Linked DNA regions of Rattus norvegicus: region 2 is linked to region 1. A link is a contact called in public Hi-C data. All regions are on one chromosome and are shown on one strand. Each heading gives the region's core, a stretch centred on a gene start, on an enhancer-like site or on the middle of the called end of the contact. The rest is flanking DNA. Distances are from core to core; before and after follow the strand shown.

Region 1 (4,639 bases), core at 312-2,811:
TTGACAAAAGTTCCTCAGTTTAAAAAAAAAAAAATTCAGAAACCATAGCGAGAAGGTTTATGCAAACTAATCTGGCACCACAGAGCTTTGCACTAACTTCCTGACTAACTCTTGGGATAGTCCAAGCTTCCCGCCTTATCTTGATTATGAGTTTCGACAGACCCTCTATGTTAGAAAAAGCGACAGGAACACGGGGCGCACAATACATGCCTTTATATAATACGCTATAAACGGTGGCCATTCATTAGCCCTCCACTGTACACCAGAAAGTGCTCATGGGATTACTGCTCTAAAATCCCCATGAAGAAGCACACAATAGAAGGCAGTCTCTGGGACAATCACTTTCTTAGTTTGCCCCAGAGGAGAAGCAGCACCTCACTGCACAAGGCACGCGTCATTAACACAACACAATTTCTCTTACAGTGTGAGAAAGGCATTCCTAGAAACCAGCTCACATTTTCATACTCAGAAATAGTACCTCAGTGATGGCACCAGGATAAACTCTCAGTCCCCTGCTTTAAAATATGAGTAGGCAAACACGGCAATCCATTCAGTCAGAGGAAATGTGGTTGATGGAATGGCAACTTTCCTATCCTCCCTATTTTTTTGTTCTTGCATGCTCACAAGTCTGTGTGTTATTTGTGTGCCTCTGCATACATGTGTGTTCATGCACACACATGTTGGCATGCATGTACATTTGGGGGTTGGAGGTCAACTATGGATATTGTTCCTCAGAAACCATCTACCTTATTCTCTTAGCTAAGGTCCCTCACTGAGACTTGAAGTTCGATGTTTTAGGCTAGGCTGGCTGGCTAGCAAGCTCCAAGTTGCTCATCTCCACCTTGCAGTCTATGGAATTACAAGCACACACACCACTGTACCCAGCTTTTTATGTGGATGTTAGGAATGAACTCAGGTCCTCGTGCCTGTGTGGTAATCACTTTACCAAATGAGCTATCTCCCCATTCCCATCACTTTGTTAAAAAATTTTTTTTAACTTATTTTCATTTTATTTTATCAAGAAAAGGGCCTCATTCTGTACCCCAGGCTGGCCTCAACCTTGCTTTCCTGCTCTAGCCTCCATAATGCTGGGATTGTAGGTATGAGCCACCATGCCTAGCTGTCATGATGATTATCAATGGTTAAAGGTGCTTTGGAAGGAGTTCATTTCCTACTTGGCATTGCCAGTGCTGTGAACAACCTTGTACATTCTACAGGGGCAGCCCTGTGGCATTCTAGCTCAGTGCCTGACCTATAGAGTGTTCCTGTCGAAGTGTGGTTCTCCCTTCCCGTGGGCAGCCAGATTTAAGGCCACTCCATACACTCTTTTGGCTAAGCCATGGCTGTCTGTGTATCTAACTCAGTACCGCCATTGAACCCAGGCGGCGGCAGCAATTCTTCTGCTTAGAGCATATTTAGGGAACGGGAGCCTGAGGAACCCAAGACACGTCTGGAGAGAGGACAGATGTGGTGAGCCCACTACACTGTCAGCAGGGGTGGCTATAGCCCTTACAGTTCATTGGTGCAGTTGGTGGGCTTGTCCATCCTGTGGCCCTCTTTGAGCAGCTTAAAAAGTTCCTCCACGGGAATCCCTGGGTAGGGTGAACCCCCTAAAGTGAAGATCTCCCACATTAACACCCCGAAGGACCAGCTGCAAAGAGAAGAGAAAACATAGCATTAGTAATGCATCCAGACTGCAGAAAACTAAACATGTCAGTTAAAAAATAAACACCCGCTCACTTCTTACATCCATAGACAAATGAGCCCTCCCGCAATCCATCCTGCATGCCCTTTCGTGACCCCCAAGGAGCCTCCCTAAATGAGGACGACATGTGGACGGTCTGATGGAATTTTCCATCGATAGACAAAGCTCTTTGTCTTTTATGTGGTGATAGTCATGTGGGGGGCGGGGGTGGTGGTGTCTTGACTCCTCGACTTGAGGCTTCTTCTCTCTAAATCACCCATCCCGCTTTGTAGCTGACATAGGAACCTGATCTACAGATGACAAAATAAGGCTAGAAAAGCTGACTCTGTGAGAGGATGCCTGCCCTGGATGGCTGGTAGGGCTCCAGCAGGGCAGATTCTGTGACTTAGTATGATGTGAAGGGAGCCAGCGCAGGGCTGGGATTAGCATGGAGAAAGTTCACACCCCAAGAGAAGAACCTCAGACAGCAGAGAGTGAGAAGACCTCTGTGCTTGATTTCACAGAGATCCACATCTGCATTTCCCCAACCGAGTGTGGTGCACTCAAGTCTATGATATAATTGATCAGAGAACCACAGGTTATTTGGGTCCTGCAGTTCTGAAAATTCATGCGCCGTGACCCTGTAAGGTCAGCTTCAACATTGACACTGTCCCTGGTTTTCTACCAAGTAAGGGTCACAATACAGGCAAAAGCAGCCCAGAGCCTCAGTGCATCCACACACAAGTAAGAACTCTTTCCTCCTAGGAAGGTTAGTGGGAACAAGAACGCTGCATCAGAAAACAAAAAACCAAAAAAACCGAACAAACAAAACCCCAGCCCTTCCAAACTAAAAACAAAAAGAAAAACAAAACAACAACAACAAAAGACCCTGTTGTCTTTTGGAATAATTATAAACCCACAGGAACTAGCAGTTTCTCCCAGTAACATCTTTCAGCTAAATTTTCCAATCTACAACATCAGTTAGAGTCTGGCTCTAACAGTAGTTTACATGAATCATCAGAAAAAAAAATCACGTAATTTCTATCGTATTTCTAGAATGTTATCAGAGGCTAAGACAAGACTTAAAATATTATATAGTAACCACAGCTAGTAAATGTGGTGGTCATCCCAACTGATCATGCCTCATTCAGCATCAACCTCTCAGGACAAGCCTGGGCCAGAGAAGAATCATATATTCCTAAATTGGAAGGGCTTCAGTCTTTTCTTTCTAATCTTTAAAAAGATAGGTTCACACTACATATTCCTGGTTAGCCTTGAACTTACAACATGTGGTGTAGGTTGGTCTTGAACCCCTGAGTACGAGGGTGTACACATGCACTTCCAGGCCCAGCTAAGAGGGTTTCTTTAAGGGAGTGAAGAACGTACCACCCACTCGACAAATGAGACAGAGGCTGAGCGAGCATCCGCCATCTGTGATAGGTAGAGGTGCGTCCAATATGGCAGCAGGAGGCTGGTGTCTCCACCTTCCCAAGGTAGGCAGATCAGTAACCAAACCCTGGGCACCAGTCTACTATAAACTCAAGCCACTTGAGATCCCCAACTCCCATGCCTTCTGTGAACATGTCGGACCTGTAATATTTTTGCAACTCAACCCATATATAAGCCAAGGACAGAAGTTACTTACACATCACTCTGATGAGTGTAAACTCTATCAAAAAGGGCTTCAGGAGCCATCCACTTGACTGGAAGTCGCCCCTGCAAGAAAATGTAAAATCTCTGTAGGTTTTACAAGAGTACTGCTGTAGGCCCAACAGAACCATGCCCTGTGTAATCATACTGACTCATTTTTGTAGCCACATAGGCTCACAACTTAAACTGGCCCAAGGTAGGCCCAAACTCTCGGCAGTCCTCCTGCCTCAGCTTTTGCGCTCCCATACCTGGCTGCCTAATCTTGCCAAAAATTAAAATAAAGGACTCAAGAACCACATTGATTGGTTAGGTCCTACAGGGCCTTTCTGCAATGTGTGGAAAGAGACTCTGGGTCTCAGAAGACAAATCTGTGCATTTGCTGGAATGCAGAGGAAATGACTGTGTTGACATGCACAGTGGTGTCCCTGTTTGCTTGTCTATTAAAAAAACAAAAAATACCTAAGGCCCCAAATCAAGTCCTAGGATTTTCTGGCTGGTTCTAAGAACCGAGCCTGGAAAGTAGACTTAGGTTCCTGTCTCTTTCTCATTTCTCTACTCCAACCTGTCTTGAATTCAGGCTCCAAACCTGAGCAACCACCTAGCACCCAGTGGCAGGCGTCCCCGGCTCCACTGCATACCATTCCCGGGTATCCACCTTATACTCCGAATGAAGAGGTGCCTTTCTAATGGGTTTCATCAAGTTACCCCTAGGGCACAAGTAAGCTCCAGCTAGCTCTGTACATAATGGCTAAGATTCATAGACTTAGTTCTTTAAATAAAGTATCAAAATGACATTTCTTTATATTATCATCTATCACTAACACACAATACACCCCAATCAGCCTCTAGGCAGAAATGAACATAGCAAAGGCCAAGTTCCAGTCATTGCCGTAATAGCTGAGCCGTCTCACCGTCCACTGATTACGAAGGCTCTTACGTGAGCACACGAAGCCCTGAAGGCTTTTGATTGTTCTTCTGTATAAAACAGCACTCCGTGGATACTAAACCAATCTCAGATACAGCCTAAATTTGCTGATCAAGAGTTCAGCAAAGTTGGGGCTGGGGATTTAGCTCAGTGGTAGAGCGCTTACCTAGGAAGCGCAAGGCCCTGGGTTCGGTCCCCAGCTCCGAAAAAAAAGAACCAAAAAAAAAAAAAGAGTTCAGCAAAGCAACAGAATGTAATATGGATGGGGAGGATCACCGCTGTTCTCCTACCAATAAGTCTGCATCACTCTGTACCCTCGGCCGCCCTGCTCCCCGGTGTTACACCCCACACTCACATTCGTGGTCTTTTTGTAATAGTCT
Region 2 (4,803 bases), core at 1,361-3,860, 81 kb after region 1:
CGTAGGTCACAACCTCTAGGTGGCACCTCACCTGATGTCAACAGTGACAGCTCCTGTTTACTTTCCTGTAAGTTGAAGGGAGGGGTATGACACCCTGCCATGGGTGAAGTCGCCCTAGAAAGGGCTCCCTCAAGAAGTAGATGAAGCCAAGACTAAGACGCCTCACAACGCACAAATGCAAGTTTTTCCTCAGCACCATCAGGATGGCCATCTTGAGGCTTCCAAACAGCTAGAGTGTCTGGAAGTGAGAGAGAGGCTGCTTCAGGTAATGCTTTACGCTGCCAAGCCAACGATAGCAGCACTTCAGACTGTCACTTTTTATAATGTTTGCCTATAAACTTTTCCCGTGTGGTTTCTGAAATGGCGCCCGAGTGCAAACAGAGAACAGATGGGCGTCCAAGTCCTGTCCTGGCCAATCATCTCCTGCAGAACGCATGGCAGATTCCCACTCAGGGAGAGGGAGCCACTTCTGCCAACCACCTCTGGGACAACAAATCACCCAGCACATCACAACAGCCACATCTAGGGTATCCCCAGAATGACTTCTTCATCAGCGTCTAAAGGATCTGAGTTAAAGATACAGTGGGGTACCTCAAATGGCCCACTTAGGGGGTCTCCCCACAATCTGATCCCAAAAGAGAATCAGAATAGATTCACCTAGAAGAGAGAAATACAAGGAGGAAAGGGGGAGATGAGGAGAGGAGAGGAGGGGAAGGGAAGGGAGGGGAGGGGAGGGAAAGGGAGGGGAGAGGAGAGAGAGGAGAGGAGAGAAGAGCAGGGGAGGGGAGGGGAGGGGAGGGGAGAGGAGGGGAGGGGAGAGGAGAGGAGAGAGAGGAGAGGAGAGGAGAGAAGAGCAGGGGAGGGGAGGGGAGAGGAGAGGAGAGGAGAGGAGAGAAGAGCAGGGGAGAGGAGGGGAGGGGAGAGGAGAGGAGGAGGGTGGTGGAGAAAGGGCAGTCCCAGCAGGCTTGTCCTGTCAAGGGACTGGACTGCCCAGCTAAACTGTCCCCAGCTTCCAGCACACCTCTAGCCCAGCAGGATCGCACAGGAGCACTGAGGAGAAAACAATACCGTGGCCTGGTGTTCTCCCAGACGATGCCATCTAGTACAAGACAAATAAACACCACAGCCACAGGACTGCCAAAAGTCTTTACAGAGAATGGGGATTAAGCTGCCAAATGTCACTGCAAAGTCATAGGACACTGGGTTCATAACAGGTGAGTGGCAGTGGGTTGACCCACTCTGCCCTCCGAGCCATAAAGATGCCCTGCAGTGGCCACTCCACAGGCCTGGTGAGCTGTGTTCACTGGCCACAGAACAGTGGACAGAACTTGAAAGGCTCTTTGTAACTTCAAATCAAGGATGCCCAGAACGCAGGGCACACGGTACTGGGGTGCCCACCCATGCTTTTAGAAACCTGTGACACCTGGCTCGACTGGGACCTTGGAAGAGCCCCTCCTGTTCATTTTTTGTTTTTTGTTTTTTGTTTTGTTTTTGTTTTTGTTTTGTTTTATTGGGGTTTTTTTTGGTATTTTTTTGTTTTTTGTTTTTTGTTTTTTTTTTTTTTTTTTGCACGGCACGGTCGGCATGGAGCTGGCACCAGAGCTCAGTATAAAGATATTAAGGACAATGGGGTCCTTTGGTGGAGTCAGGAAGAACCTCCTCTGGTAGCCTCTCCTCAGACACAAAGACGACACCCTAGAGCAGGCTGCTACAGCTCCTACGCTTTCAAAGCTTCCCCTTTACAGGTGCCAACTTGCACATCCTGATGCCATCCTTCTAAGGCCCCAGTACAACGCATCCTTAAAGAGAGGAGGGGGACAACAGCCACACAGGACAAAGGTGGAAGTTTTCAACCTCAAGAACTACTGCTGCATAAAAAACGGGGAGGGGTGGGGTGAGGCCGGGGAGAGGAGAGAGGGGAGCAGGCCGCTCAGGCTTTCTGCTTACAACCAATAGCTGGAGCATCTCTTCAGACACGTGTCCTGTCAGCATCACTCCCGCCAACAGCTACTTCAGCTGCAGTAGCCTGATGGCCCCAGAAACTCCGGGCTGGCTCAAGCCGCCCGTCAGAGAGGACTAGAAGGTAGCAAATGCTTCCAATATGGGAACCATTACATATTACGTACTCAGGCCCACCCCTCGTAATTTAGGTTTGGCTTTGAGAAACAGGGTGGACAGTCCTCCATGTTTGAAAGAAATTATGCTTGAGCCCAGGAGAAAATAAAAATGCAGAAAGGCAAAAGGGCCCAAGAATGTCCTCACTGTATCACCCAATACCTGGACTCAGTGGCTTCACCCTGTGCCCACCTGCACGCCTCTCCCATCCAATCCTGTCATGACACGATAGTGTCCAAGTGGCAGAGACACCTGCACTCGGTTCCTACGCTCCCAAGACTGGAACCACCTCTGGGCCACCGAGACGCAAGAAGATATCAAATCCATGCAGCCACATAAATCCTCCAGTTATTGCTTGAGCAAGAACTGTAAAATGGAGCCTTTTGTTCTGAGAGTATATCCCGGAGAACCCAGCCATTAGGTTCCACAGCACCCAGGAAGTAGAAACTGGCATTACAAGTTATGTCAAAGCACCCAGCACTCGTGGCTCAGAGGCACAAAGAACAGTCTGTATCCACAGTCTGGCCAGCCAGGCCCAGGCCTCCTGCGTCTGAAGGCGCACTTGCAAGAGAAAGCACAGCTTCCTAAGGTCCTCAGGACTCCTTGGGACGCTGTTCCCCAAACCTTGCCATGTAAGGCTGGATGCACAGAAAAGGGCCACCAGGAAAGTTGGCTGGAGTCAGGTGGCTGCTCCCCTTAGCTACAGCATCAGAGGGAGCATTGGGCACCCAAAGAGGCGAAGGCCAGAATGGAACGTACCCCATCTGTACCAATACAGTCTTAAGATCTGTTTTAGTGTCTCTCCAGAAAATTAATTCACATCATTACCCAGGCACCACATTCCTCTCTCTCCCCATCCCTCCCTACTCCCTCTCTCCTCTCTCTCTGTCTCTGTCTCTCTCCCCACCTCCCTCCCTACTCCCTCTCTCCTCTCTCTCTGTTTCTCTCCCCCTCCCTCCCTACTCCCTCTCTCCTCTTTCTCTGTCTCTGTCTCTCTCCCCGCCTCCCTCCCTACTCCTTCTCTCCTCTGTCTCTCTGTCTCTCTCTGTCTCTCTCTGTCTCTCTCTCTGTCTCTCCCCGCCTCCCTCCCTACTCCTTCTCTCCTCTGTCTCTCTGTCTCTCTGTCTCTCTGTCTCTCTGTCTCTCCCTCTCTCTCTCTCCCTTCCCTTCCTCCCTTGTTCATTCACATAGTAGCTTGCCTAGTCAGAAGGTACTGTCTGTCCTCTGTCCCCTGTCCCTGTTCCCTGCACCCAAAACTGCTACTCCACCTGAGAGATTCCTGTGCAGTTTTCAAAATCCAACCCAAATGTCTCGCCTGTAAGATTTCCTGATTCCTATCATAACACATGCCATCACCCCGTCCCCATGATGTCACAACCTATGTTTTATCCATGTAAAATAAAACACACAGATTCAGTCACCCCCTCGCCCAACTGTCTCATGGGGACATTCTAAGAAGTTGGGAGGAAGGAAAATGAGTGCAGTGACCTAGGTTTATGCTGTGTGAGGACCTCCATCCAAGGCCAGCCTAGGGCATGGACTGGGTGCTCGGGTTGGGTGCTCATGGGCTCCCAGATGAGGAGGGCACTGCCAATTCAGAAACCCTCTGCCCAAAGACCAAAGCTTAAGACTTGCTGCTCGGGTATGAACGAGGCCATGTGGAACGGCCCCTCGGTCCCTGAGACACAGACCCTGATATGAGGAACGCGCTGAGAGGAAGCACTCTGTGCACAGTAGGGCAAGTGCTCTAGCTGCAGCTCTGCCCCAGCCAGGGGCCACCTATCTGGGGCTCGGTTTTATGGGTCACAACCTGATTCTAACAAGTCAGTAGATGAGTCAGCAGGGGATTGAGACAGCCCCATGAGAATATCCACTTACTTTCCTCTGACTCCAAACCAGGGTTTTCTTTCAAATGAGCAAATCTGTCACATCTTATATACGCCGCTTCCCTAAGTGAGGATTCCTGCAAAGTTCTCAAGTGGAACTAAACATCCACAAGTCTTGAAGGCGCCTCCTCTTCCAGACCATGCCTAATACCTGCTTCAAGAAACCAGTGAGCCAAAGGCCTACAGTTTACTGTACCTTTGGGGGCTGAGCTGACAGATACCTCAGTCCACAAAGTGCTTGCCTTGCAAGCATGACTTTAATTCCTCAGAACCCACATTAAAAAAAAAAAAAAAAAAAAAAGCTAGCTGTGGTGAGAGAGACAGATACATCTCAGGGGCCTGCTGACCAGCCAGCTTAGCCTACATTGTAAGCTCCCGGTCAGTGAGAGACCCTGTCAATAAAACCAAGGTGGACAACACCTGCACACCTGCTATTCACCCATTCAATGAATACACACACACACACACACACACACACACACACACACACACACACACGAAGTCCCTATAGCAGTGGGCTGAGTTATCATACTCCCCAGCCCCCACCGCCCACCCCCCAGATGCTGGGAATAGGGGCTCTAACACCAAACTACACACAGGTCCAAGAATCCCAGTGCCTAAAGCAGCCACAGCTCGAGGACCTGTTTGCAATGAACTGGGGTAATTGGCAGGTGTTCCCGAGGCCGAACTGCAGTCCAGAGGCAAGTTTGCGCGGACTTCATGTTGCCTGTGGCTCTACAGAAGCTGCATCTGGACCGAGCTTGCCTCTCTGACACTGAGATAAATATTCAATAAATGGCAT

What was found. Hi-C and Micro-C count contacts between places; a contact is called where the count stands out from the background.
Region 2: a Hi-C map of frontal cortex shows a contact between it and region 1, with 1.6 times the contacts expected there. The contact joins two enhancer-like sites.

Annotation. Positions count from the first base shown.
Region 1 is chr1:194,181,545-194,186,183 of GRCr8, forward strand. It overlaps Fgfr2 (fibroblast growth factor receptor 2), which reads right to left. Exons shown (of 18, transcript NM_001109892.1): 14 at 4,615-4,639; 15 at 3,330-3,400; 16 at 1,514-1,651. Among named protein-coding and RNA genes, the nearest start is that of Fgfr2, 97 kb to the right of the region's middle. Within about 2 kb of position 1,562, at least 18 of the 93 cell types and tissues checked have an H3K27ac peak or open chromatin away from gene starts, as enhancers often do.
Region 2 is chr1:194,261,946-194,266,748 of GRCr8, forward strand. The region is part of intron 2 of Fgfr2 (fibroblast growth factor receptor 2); the gene reads right to left. Among named protein-coding and RNA genes, the nearest start is that of Fgfr2, 17 kb to the right of the region's middle. Within about 2 kb of position 2,611, at least 8 of the 93 cell types and tissues checked have an H3K27ac peak or open chromatin away from gene starts, as enhancers often do.